Linked DNA regions of Sus scrofa: all the other regions are linked to region 2. The links are chromatin contacts, called in public Hi-C and promoter capture Hi-C maps. All regions are on one chromosome and are shown on one strand. Each heading gives the region's core, a stretch centred on a gene start, on an enhancer-like site or on the middle of the called end of the contact. The rest is flanking DNA. Distances are from core to core; before and after follow the strand shown. Region 1 holds the start of SIAH2 (E3 ubiquitin-protein ligase SIAH2). Region 2 holds the start of TSC22D2 (TSC22 domain family protein 2). Region 3 holds the start of PFN2 (profilin-2).

The links. Promoter capture Hi-C pulls out the DNA fragments that hold promoters and counts their contacts. Hi-C and Micro-C count contacts between places; a contact is called where the count stands out from the background.
Region 1: a contact with region 2 is called in a promoter capture Hi-C map of fetal liver, with 4 times the contacts expected there. The contact joins the promoter of SIAH2 here to the promoter of TSC22D2 in region 2. A contact is called at or near these places in 1 of 5 promoter capture datasets (fetal liver), 6 of 47 Hi-C or Micro-C datasets (alveolar macrophages, fetal heart ventricle, heart right ventricle and 2 more) and 2 of 2 datasets of contacts at active chromatin or transcription factors (alveolar macrophages and skeletal muscle).
Region 3: a Hi-C map of embryonic fibroblasts shows a contact between it and region 2, with 4 times the contacts expected there. The contact joins the promoter of PFN2 here to the promoter of TSC22D2 in region 2. A contact is called at or near these places in 2 of 5 promoter capture datasets (fetal liver and liver), 8 of 47 Hi-C or Micro-C datasets (embryonic fibroblasts, epiblast stem cells, fetal heart ventricle and 4 more) and 1 of 2 datasets of contacts at active chromatin or transcription factors (skeletal muscle).

What each region holds. Positions count from the first base shown.
Region 1 is chr13:90,969,810-90,973,379 of Sscrofa11.1, reverse strand. It overlaps SIAH2 (E3 ubiquitin-protein ligase SIAH2), which reads left to right and starts at 1,842. Exons shown (of 2, transcript XM_003358611.4): 1 at 1,842-2,709. The coding sequence starts at 2,293.
Region 2 is chr13:90,638,762-90,642,606 of Sscrofa11.1, reverse strand. TSC22D2 (TSC22 domain family protein 2) reads right to left here and starts at 2,112. Exons shown (of 3, transcript XM_005652407.3): 1 at 1-2,112. The coding sequence starts at 1,069.
Region 3 is chr13:90,183,347-90,187,401 of Sscrofa11.1, reverse strand. PFN2 (profilin-2) reads left to right here and starts at 1,424. Exons shown (of 3, transcript XM_005654030.3): 1 at 1,424-4,055. The coding sequence starts at 3,966.

The DNA of each region.
Region 1 (3,570 bases), core at 593-3,092, 330 kb before region 2:
ATAAAGGTCTTATCAGGCCAACTGAGACTCCCATGCACCATCCCCACTGCCCCCCTAACCAAGCCCCAGTGCATCTTGCTTTAGCTGCTGCTACAATGCCTTCATCCCCACCCCATGGCACCTGTTCTTCTGAAATCTTCCAAAAGTGTTTGGTTATTGGCATTGCTCCCTTACTAGAAATGAGACTGAAGGAGAACCATTCTCAGAGCCCAAACAGTGGTTGGTACATAATAAATGCTTGGGAAATATCTACTGAATGATTGAATGACATCACATCTATTAATTTTTTTCATGATTTAGATTAATTCCACCAATTCAAGCACGTAGGCTTTCTAGATACCCTGTATAAGATTAAACTTTCTTCTGGGCTCTAATAGAGTATTTCTTGGACAAGTTTTATTCACTAATATTTACTAACGGTAAAATTCACTAATAACATTTTTAAATAATAACAGCTAACGTTTAAGCAGTGCTTATGATGGGCCAGTTTCTTGGCATAAGTCAAACTCATTTAACCCTCACCACCCCACCTATAAGACAGGCACTGGGGTTTTGTTTTTTTTGTTTACGGTGGCTGTAGGTGATTTTTTTTTTTTTTCGTTGCACCCTTGCATCCTTTATGCTATGCCAGGGACTGAGTCCGAGCTGCAGCTGCGACCTAGGATGCAGCAGGACAATACAGGATCCTTTAACCCACTGCCCCACCGGGACCAAACATACACCTCCCCAGCCACGGGAGCCACTGCAGTGGAATTCTTAACCCAGTGTGCCACTGCAGGGACTCCTAGAGAGGTACTGTTTTTATTCCACTTTTTCAAATAAGGAAATTGAGACGCAGAGAAATAAAGAACTTGTCCAAAGTCACACAGATGGTAAGCGGAGGACACCGCTCTTCACCCAGGCCTGACTGTTGTTCCTTACCACTGTCTCTCCTGCAAGGAATCGCCTGATTCCCAGCTACGTAGCCCCTTCCCCCAGTTCCAAGGTCAGGGGCTCGAAGTAAGCAGAAAAGCAATTTAACTCAGTACACATTAACTCGTGGTTCCCTCCAGGCTACCACCCTTCTCTAAGGCTTCGGCTTGGCGTGCAAAACGAGTACCCACATCTTGCATCAAAGTTGTGCACTTCTGACGGGTCTCAAAGATGAGGCTGTGTTGTATTGGAGGGGGTCACCCACTGTCGTCGCGTGTTTCAAGACCCAAGCCACATTTCTGGCACTCCTAGAATCTGGCAATCTCGAACTCTCTTTTTAGCAAACACTGACCACGAACTGCCTCCCGGGCCTGCCAGCAAGTCAGATGCTTTGAATTCAACGAAGGCTTCGGCAGGTCAGATGACAACAGGAATAGTTTACCTCCTCCCCGCCTTAGGCAGCAGGACCAAGAAGTGGTTCAAACACATCCTTAAGCGCCCAGCGCTAGATCCTGCGCCGCTGCAGACCTGATCCAAGCCCCTCGTCCTGCTCCATGCCTAAAGCTCCGTGTCTCGACCCAGAGCTCCATCCTAAGTGCCAGGTTGGCGGCGCCGCACGCCTTCTCAGCTCTCTGCTGACTCAACCCGGGAAAGCGTAACTAACCTCTCGTTTTTTTCCGACCAGTCCAAGGACGCCCGCGTCCCGCCCCGCCCACCACTCAAGCCCCAGCCCCGCCTAAAGTTGCCCTTCTGGTTTGCGCCCGCGGGACGCGTCAGCGTGTCTCCCCGGGGTGTGGCTAAAGGACTTCAGCGACGCCTTTCTGAAGGGCGGCCCCCTCCGCAACCCGGAAAGGCAGATCCCGCGCGGCGGCGGCGGCGAGTCGGGCATGCTCACTGGCGCGGGCCGGGCCGGCAGCCCTGGCAGGAAGCGCCCGCGCTAGGCGGCCCCCGGCGCTGCCAGCTGGAGTCGGGCGGAGCCGGCGCCCCAGCGCAGGGTGGCTCCGCCAGTCCCCGCGCGCCTGGGCGGCCTCACACGTGTCCAGGCGTCACGTCCGCGCGCGCCCCCGGGGCTTGCGTCAGCTGCTGCTCCGGTAGCGGGTGGGCCGAGGTTCTGCGTACAGCTCGGCTTTGGGGCCACGACGCCGCGGGGAGGAGGAGTCTGGGGGTGCGGAGGGGAGTTCGGAGCTCCCGGGGCCGCAGAGATCGTCGGCGTGGTCCAGTCCCCCGCCTGCCCGGCGCCGACTGTCTTCACTGCTTGGTCCTGGGCTGGGCGCGGTGGCGTTGCCCCGGAGCCCGCCGCCCGCGGGGCGCGCACCGCCTTGACCCCGGCGGCCCCGCGGCAGGCAGGCGCCCGCAGTTCCATGGTTGGTTCAGAGCGCGATGAGCCGCCCGTCCTCCACCGGCCCCAGCGCTAACAAACCCTGCAACAAGCAGCCGCCGCCGCAGCCCCAGCACGCTCCGTCCCCGGCTGCGCCCCCGGCCGCCGCCACCATCTCGGCTGCGGGCCCCGGCTCGTCCGCGGTGCCCGCCGCGGCGGCGGTGATCTCGGGCCCCGGAGGCGGCGGCGGGGCTGGCCCGGTGTCCCCGCAGCACCACGAGCTGACCTCGCTCTTTGAGTGCCCGGTCTGCTTTGACTATGTCTTGCCCCCAATCCTGCAGTGCCAGGCCGGGCACCTGGTGTGTAACCAATGCCGCCAGAAGTTGAGCTGCTGCCCGACGTGCAGGGGCGCCCTGACGCCCAGCATCAGGAACCTGGCTATGGAGAAGGTGGCCTCGGCAGTCCTGTTTCCCTGCAAGGTAAGCTCAGGTGCCAGCTGCGCACTTTTCCCGGCGACCTGAAACTCCCTTATCCTCCAAACCACTCGCAGGCGCTGGGAGGCAGGCGGCATCTCTCTTATTTTAACAACAACAACAACAAAAGTTTACACCTTGTCCACCCTCCCCCATGCCCACCTGTCCACTTTGGGAGTAGCTTTGGGGTGACAGCTGCCCGATCACTGACCCCAGCCTAACTGGCACGCGATCGCTGTTCGAACACATCACAGCTCTCCCACCGGGAGCCTGCGTACTCTGCAGACGTGTACTTGGGTGTGCTTGGTAGAGCTGGGCCGCTCAAGTAAAACTTGGATCGGGAAGCTGACCATCTGTGAGGGATTGAAGAAGGGGAAAAGGGTAAACTAAACGCACCCTTTACCAGCACTGGCCTTGGAAGGAGTGGTACTAGATTCCTCCTGCATGGTTTTGCGCACCCCTGACACATGGGAGCCTTTTGCACACCCCTGACACGTGGGAGCCCTCCGGAATGAGGCTAAAAAAAGGGTACCTATAGCCTGTTTTCCTCCAACAATAAGAAAACCCTCTAAGCCATGCCTTTCCCTCTCCTAGCCTTCAGAGTTTTGTGTTTTGTTTTGTTTTTTACTAAGGGGTGAAAACAAGAGTTGATCAGGAATTTAACAGGAAGGGCATTCAGGAGCTGTTACAGTTCTTTAAAGAACATTGGTTTATTTTTTATTCAGTTTAAAAAGTTATCCATGCTCTTGAAAAAAAAAAAGAAAAAGCCAACTACTAAGACAAGAAAAAACAAGTGAAAGACCAAGACCTCTCACCTCCTCTCCCACCAGTGTCAGGTTTAGTGTGCATCTTCATAGGCTTTTTCTA
Region 2 (3,845 bases), core at 863-3,362:
CGCCGACCGCCGGGCCGGGCTGCGGAGGCAGGGTCAGGCCGGGCTGCGCCAGGGTTACATTCGTCAGCGGCAGGCCCTGTCCGTTGGGCCCCAGGGGCACGGCTCCGTGCCCAGCGCCCTGGGGCTGGCTGGGCGGCGGGGCTGCCATCATCTGCGGCGGCCCGGCAGCGGCTCCCGGGAACGGCGGCAGCGGAGCCGAGCTTGGAGCGACAGCCCCACCTACGGGCGGCGGCTGCGGCTGCGGCTGCGGCTGCCCAACGCCAAAACTCTGCGGCGGGGCCGGGGCGGGTTGGCTCATTTTCTCCGACGGGGGTAGCTGTGACACAGCAGTCAAGGAACTGTCAGTTCCCGAGTCGGGCCCGTGCGCCCCAGGCATGGAGGCCACCACCACCACCACCGATCCTCCGGTGGCGCCCAGGCCGCTGTCCCGTTCCGCAGTCTGGTCAAAAGTATTGCTGTGCCTAATACAATCTCCGGACCGAGTCAGGACACTGCTATCGGAATCCCGCTCATAGTATTCCATACACGTCCATCGGCCGCGTCTGTAAGGCTCCCCGCTGCCGTGGTCCAGCTTGATCACGCGAAAACGGGAGCTACAAGTGGTAGGGGGCTGCGATGGGGCGGCAGTCCCCGGCCCGGCGGAGGGGCCTGCGACAGGGGGCACGCCGGGGGCCCCCGAAGAGTGGGCCGAGGTGGCGGCCGATGCCAGGGTACTGGCCAGCACCCCAGCCACGCTCCGGGTCGAAAGGGCTCCTCCTCCGTTAGCGGGAGCGGTCGCCGCGGCCGCCAGCTGCCCGTCCAGGAGGAGGTTGGGGGAGACGGTCCCAGGGGTCTCCGCATCCCCAACATTGTTGAGCGTCTCTTCGGAGGAGCTGCGCTCGCAGACTTCCTCGGGCCCGTAATCCGTGGCCCGAGAAACGTCGAATATCTCGGAGGAGACGTCCTCTGTGCGTGACTCGTCCGGGTCGTCCAGGCTCTCAGTGTCCTCAGTGATGCTAGTGGCCACCTGGGCCGTGGTGACACTGGTTATCTGGAAGCAGCTCTTCTTCTTGGCCGGCATCTTGGACATGGTGAGGAAGGCTGGAGAGCAGAGTGGCACGGCGGCTCCTCTGCGATCTTGCCGGAAACCAGGAAGGGCAGAGCACCGGCCCCCAAAGACAAAGTCCGGGTCCGCACCGGGGTCTGAGGCCCGACGCTGTTACGAGTCACGGGCTGATCTGGGCACCGGCTGCTCGGTGAGACATCCTCCTCCCGTTTCCTTCTCGATGTCGGTTTCTCCGGCTCTGCCCGGGTCTCACTCGCGCGGCGGCTCCTCCTTCCTTCTCGCCTCCCGCAGCCGCGGCGCCTCAATTCAATACCCCCAGTAGCGGCGAGAGCGCGTTTCCAGGGGCGGGCCGGCTGCTTCCTCCTCTTGTCTCCGGGCTGCCGTGGTCAGTCCAGCTCGGCGCTCGGCGCGGTCAGCAGGCCTTGGCTGGGGGTGGGAGTGGGAGGGCGAAGGGGAGGAGGCGGCGGCGGCGGCGGCGGCGTGAGGGGCGGTGCTGCCCCGCTCCGGCTCCTAGAGCCAGTGCCGGCGTCAGCTCCGAGCTCTCGGACGCCGAGGGTGGACGGAGAAAGAGTGGCGAGTCCGGAGCCGGGATTCCTGATTCAGCCAGGCGCCGCGGGCGGGCGGCGGAGCTTCGGCGCGGGCGGGCGGCCCTCCCTCCCCGGCTCTAGCCGGAGCTCAACCCCAGGGACATGTCGACCGTCTCTGGCGGAAACCCGCTCCGGGGGAGGAGAAAGCCGGCTCGGTCCTCCCCTTACACAGGGGGAGCCACCCCCGCAGGCGGGCGGCGGCGGCGGTCTCGGCCTCCCCTCGCGGCTCTTGAGAGAGTGAGGGGCGGCGGCCGGCTAGCCGGCGAGCGGCGGCGCTCCAGCTGTGTGAGGTAGCGGCGGTAGCTTCTTAGGCTTCTCCTCGGTGCGCCCAGTTCGCAGGTCCTGGAGAAACTGAAATTCAAACTGCTGAAGCGACGGCTGCAGCTCCCTCCCCTCGGCCAAGATGGGGCTGAAATGGCCGCGCCAAGGATGCTGGGAGTAGCAGCAGCCCCGCTGCTGCCGCCGCTGCTGCCGACTAAAATGCCGCCGCGCCGCAGCCACCGCCAGCGCCGCAGCCGCCGTTCCGTGACGCACCGGCGTCGTGACGTCACCGCCCCGCCTCCTCCGGTTTCCTGCAGTTTCGCGTGGAGGCTGGGGGGGCAATGGGCGGGGCTAAAGGTTAAGAAAGGGGAGCGGTTTTTTATTTAAAAATTTTTTTTATATTTTGCTCTTTCGGTCTTTAAGAGTTGAACAACTAAAAACTCTAAAATTCCAAGCCTAGAGAAACTTCCAGCCGCGCCAATCGAATGTTTTTATATCAGTTTTTTCCAAGACACTGGAAGACTGGAGATCATGTGCTTACTGTGTCTAATGTTTAGCAAAATCTTAGTGAAACAAGGTGATGGGAATGGGGGTTGGGGTATTTAACTAGAATAAAGAGGGAGGCGGCTGGAGGAACCGAATCACCTAAAAAGTCTTTCCTGAAAATAAATGTTATCTATTATAGTCAGAGGAGTGAAATGTTGAGAGAAATGGGGATGATTAACCAAGAATAGCAAGCCAGACTGAGTCAGAAAAAGGATCTTTCAGCCAGAAATTCTGTCTCAGGCAATGGCATCAGAAGATGGTTACTTGCCCAGGCTGAGGTCAGTTTAAAAAAAGATTAGAGGTTACCAACATATTCCTAATTTTCTTGAGTTTGTTGTGATTCCAGCATCGAAGAGTTCATTTAAACATCTTGAGACTGTTTTTACTTTCAGCATGAAATCAGCTTATGGGCTCCATAAATGTAGAACCTACTGCGTTAAATAGTTGTAGTTCTTTCTTTTGTTTATTCTAAAACTCTTAGTAGGAGCCAGAGTGTTAGATGGTTTGGATTGGGCCATGAACAATCAGAAAACGTTAGAAAGCACCCTTTCCTGTCCAGAAGTAGCTATGAAAGTAGTGGAGAATTTATCACCGTTTAGTTCCTTTCTGGTAGAAGAAAATGGTAAGGGCCATTTTTATAAACAGATAAAAAATGGTGAGGAAGGGGACTCTTGAACTTTGGACATACATCATTTAGGTAAAATCTAAGATGTCTTGATGTAAATCAAAATTTCCTCATGATGACTGACATAAATCAGTTAATCATTGTACTCAGTTCTCTAATTTTTGAAGAATAAAAATACTTTTTATCCCTAAGAATGTTCTGATAATTAAAATTTACAGTTTTTTTTAAGGCCCTCAGTTGTAAATAAAATACAGAGATATGTCATTTACCAGTAGAAACCATGCCCTCCAAACCCAAGTGACTGAAGACAGGATGTGAAATAAGACCACATAATAACATCCCTGTTTCTTAAGGGGGTGGGGGGGGAATAAAGGAACAAAGTGTAACATTATGCTGCTATTGTGGCAGAGATAGCTAATAGAATGTTTCATTTTGAAATGTGTAATTTCAGTAATTGCTGGAGACTGTTTTCCATCAATAAGATCAACTGGTTACATCCAATATGAATTTATAAAAACTTAATTTGATTTTGGATTGATTTACCAGATTGTTAAAAGCACCATCATCAATGGGTGATGTTGAGTGTGTGGCATTTGGAAAAATAAATATTGTATGCCTCTTTGGCCCATTATATTACCTTATTACATAAAATTATTGATTACTTCTTTTTTGGGGGAGAGTTGCACCCACGACATACGGAGGTTCCCAGGATAGGGGTCCAATCGGAGCTGTAGCCGCTGGCCTATGCCACAGCCACAGAAATGCCAGATCTGAGCCGAAT
Region 3 (4,055 bases), core at 175-2,674, 450 kb after region 2:
AGTGAGAACAGAGGAAAGGAATCATTGCAGAGATAATTGAGAATTTTCTAGAAGTGATCATAAATATAAATCTATTTTTCCAAGTAGAATTAAAGACACCCAGGTGTAGATACATCAGAGTGGAACTGTAAGACAGCAAGTACAAAAGATTTCAAAGTACCCAGAGAAAAAGCACAGACCATCCATAAAGGCACAGGAGCAATGATGAAAATCAGAATGAATGAAATAATATCTTCAAGGTGTCGGTCTTACACTGTAAATCCAATCTATTTTTTTTTAAGTGAAAGTAATATAAAGACATTTTTAGATAAAACCAGCAAGTTTGCCATCAAAAGACCTCCACTAAAAGAACTTCTAAATATTTACTTTAGCAAGAAAAAAATGATCATAGAATGATGGTCTGAGATATGAAATGGTGAGTAAAATAGGAAATGTATAAATACATGTGTGTAAACATCTCTGTAAAATAATAGTCTGCAGAGGTGTGACCAGACTTAAAGTGTTCTAAGGTCCTCAGATTGTCTGATTAGGGGGTTTAAGATATTATTTAATTTAAAGCTTTGTTCTACTAAATATGCATGGTAAAATTTCCAGGGTAACACCAAAAGAATAGAAATTGAACATATAAAATTCCACATGAATGAAAAATTAAAGGACAGATTGCATACTAGACAAAAACATTTTTAAAAAATGAAGTTGAAAGTCCTAATTTCAGTTAATTAAAGGTTTGAAGTGGTCTTAATTAGTGTTTTACTGTTTCTCCATAGTTTCAGTTCCTACCCCAGTGTTTATCAGGTTGATTACATCTTCACAATCAGAACTTCTTGTTTCTTGGTATTTTGCTAAAATGGTGTGCACATGGACTTAAATGGGCTCAGCCACTCCTTGACTGATACATTGAAGAATCTGGCTTAACACATAGTTACTGTTTTCCTAAATAAGAATAAAATATTTTTTGAAAGAATGCATAATAATGCATTCCACATCTAAATAAGCTATGATTATTATTAGCTACATCTGGATATCTGTATCAACAACAGAGTTTTGACTTTTGTCTACTTCTGCCCAGACATCACTATTATCACTGCAGGGATCAATTACCCTGAAAAACGGGAGAGAGAGATACAAATTAGTACATTTTCTCATACTGATACTCTCTGGGACTTAAGTTACTTATACTGCTAATCCTAAAACTCACTTCTACTTATACCTTTTGAAACACTTTGTGGTTAGCAATATTATATGAAATAGAGACAGATCATTGCATACAAACAGAAAATGAGGCAGCGTGGGCCTAAGCTGGCTGTAAAGAAAACAGGCACAGGATTCTTTTACTATAGTACTGAAAAGAGACAGACAGTAGAACTTCTTTGAATATATCATCTCAAAATGTAAACTGTAAAACCCAGTTAGTCTTTAACACAGATTTATTTTTCATTGTTGTTTAAAATTTACTGTATAACAAATAAAATTTATTGTATGCAATTGTGGAAAAGAACACTGTTGGAAAAGTGGAACAATAATTTAAAAATGTTATATTTTGAAAAATGATTATAGGAGCTCTAAACTCTAATGTTGGAGTTCCCATCATGGTACAGCGGAAACAAATCCAACTAGGAACCATGAGGATGAGGATTCGATACCTGGCCTCGCTCAGTGGGTTAAGGATCCAGCGTTGCCGTGAGCTGTGGTCTAGGTCGCAGTGGAGCTCAGATCCGGCGTGGCTGTGGCTGTGGCGTAGGCTGGCGGCAACAGCTTCAATTAGTCCCCTAGCCTGGGAACCTCCATATGCCATGAGGGCATCCCTAAGAAGAGACAAAAAAGCAAAAAAAAAAAAAAAAAAAAAAAAAATTCTTATGTTTTACCCAGTGTTGTTGTTTTACCCAGTGTGTTTTAGAATGTTTTGAGATTTGAATATCCAGAACATCCAATTAGTGTAATCCTTTTGCTGTTTAAAGATAACAGTAAAAGAAACAATGGAATGCAGTTATTTGCATCTCTTTGCTATAGTCTAAAAATTAAATCCTAAAAACTTCAGAGTAGATTAATAAAAGTCAATTTCAAACTATCATCGTTTTTCTTTTCTCTCATTACCTTTACTATTTAAATTTATTGAATTATATGATGTGTACAAAGCACAAATCATAAGTGTGGAGCTTGACAAATTCTTACTATGACAATATTGTGTTATCAGCACACTGCTATTAACTTTTAAGTTGATAAACTGGTAATATTGAAGGATTAAAATCATCAACGACCACCACAAAAAAGTAGTAAACAAGAATGAGAGTGTAAATCAAGTGAGAGGCACACTTGCAAACACGGAACAATTTTTGACACATTTTAAAACAAATTTTCTGTAACATAAGAATATGAGAGAATTCATTGTCTCAATCTGAATGGAACCTCACTTGGGGGTTCTCTTACTGTGCTTCCCTTTCTGCAGGAGTTGTACCTTTCAAAGCAAACAGTAGGAAAAAAAAATACAAGCTTCAGAACCAATTAGATTGCTTAGCAACATTCGTCTTCTTAGTTACACCTGTTTAATCCTCCTGTCACAAGTTGTGACCTTACAGGATAATTTTATAAAGTTGAAAATCAACTTTTCAACGTTTTTAGACGCTCTTTCGCTGGTTTACAGGTCGTTTTGCTCATTTAAAATTGAAGTTGTGTAGGAAGTCTCCTAATTACTCTTCTAGTCATAGCGCCCAGAGGTTAATAAAGACCATTTGAGATTCTCAGAGACTCTACCCATGATTTCCCTTGTAAATAAAAGTCATTATCACATCTGGGTCCTGAAATTATTTTACCCGTCGAGAACGGAAATATGACCTGTTCATCCAGTAAACCCTTTCTTAGATTTTAAAGCTCTTTGCAACTCAGGGATGTCTTCGACCCATTAGTAACTTTCCCTGTTACCAACCAATAATTTACATAGGTTGCTATTTGTTTTGTTCGGAATTTACAAGCAATTCAGCCACACATGATTAGCAAAATTAAGAGGGTACTTTTTGTCAAAGAATCTACAGAATGAGAGACACCTGATACCCAAATTAGAAACGACGAAAGATCGTCAAAGCTCAGAAATGTTCCTCAAAGCCAGGAACATCCGCTCTGATTTCAGGTTGTCCGAGCGCGGCCGCTTGGCAGACTTAATGGCTGAGAGGCAGAGGAGTCCAGGGAAGAGGGTCCCTCTGGGGACACCTAACATAAGCGTGGGCGACCCGGCCACCAGCGGCCCCCATCACAAAGAGGAATAAACGCTCCGCATCCCGTCACCAGGGCAACTCTGAAATCCGACACCAAGGTTCAAGATTCCGCATCTCCGAGCCTCCGGACGCAGAACAGAGGCATTTCACGGTCCAATATCGGAGACTCCGAGGCGTCCCACACGCTGCTGTCTCTGAGGTGCTGACTGCCACGGAGGAGACGCCCTCTCCCCAGGCTCGGGGTCCTAGGCTTACACACCCGCAACGATCCCGGAAAACCCAGACCTTGCCGGTAGCACGTGGCAGCCGTGATTGTCCCGACGGTATCCCTCCGCGCCCCCCTCAGCCTCCCCCTCCCTTCCTGGGACCCTCCGAGTCAGGACGCCGCGGAAGGATCGCACGCACGTGCGCGCGCACGCCCCGCCGGGACCGCGGAGTGCTTAGGGAGCCGCGGTGAGAAGCAGTCTACGCTGCCGCCGGCACAGCAGCTCCGCAGCATCGTGCCGCTGGTTAGTTAGCCCCGCAGTTGCGGGCGGGCGGCCGGGTAGGGCGCGCTCCGCGGCTTGTCCCTCATCGCCGTCCCCGCGTCCTCCCTCCGCAGCTCCTCGGGGAGGGGGGCGGTCGGTGCCTGCGCAGAGCCGCCTCCTCCCCGCCCCCGCCCCGCCTCCCCCCGCGCCGCCGCCTGCGACCGCCGCCGCCGCCGCCGCTGCGCCTGCTGCTCCTCGCCGTCCCCGCTGCAGTGCGAAGGGCTCGAAGATGGCCGGTTGGCAGAGCTACGTGGATAACCTGATGTGCGATGGCTGCTGCCAGGAAGCCGCCATTGTCGGCTACTGCGACGCCAAATAC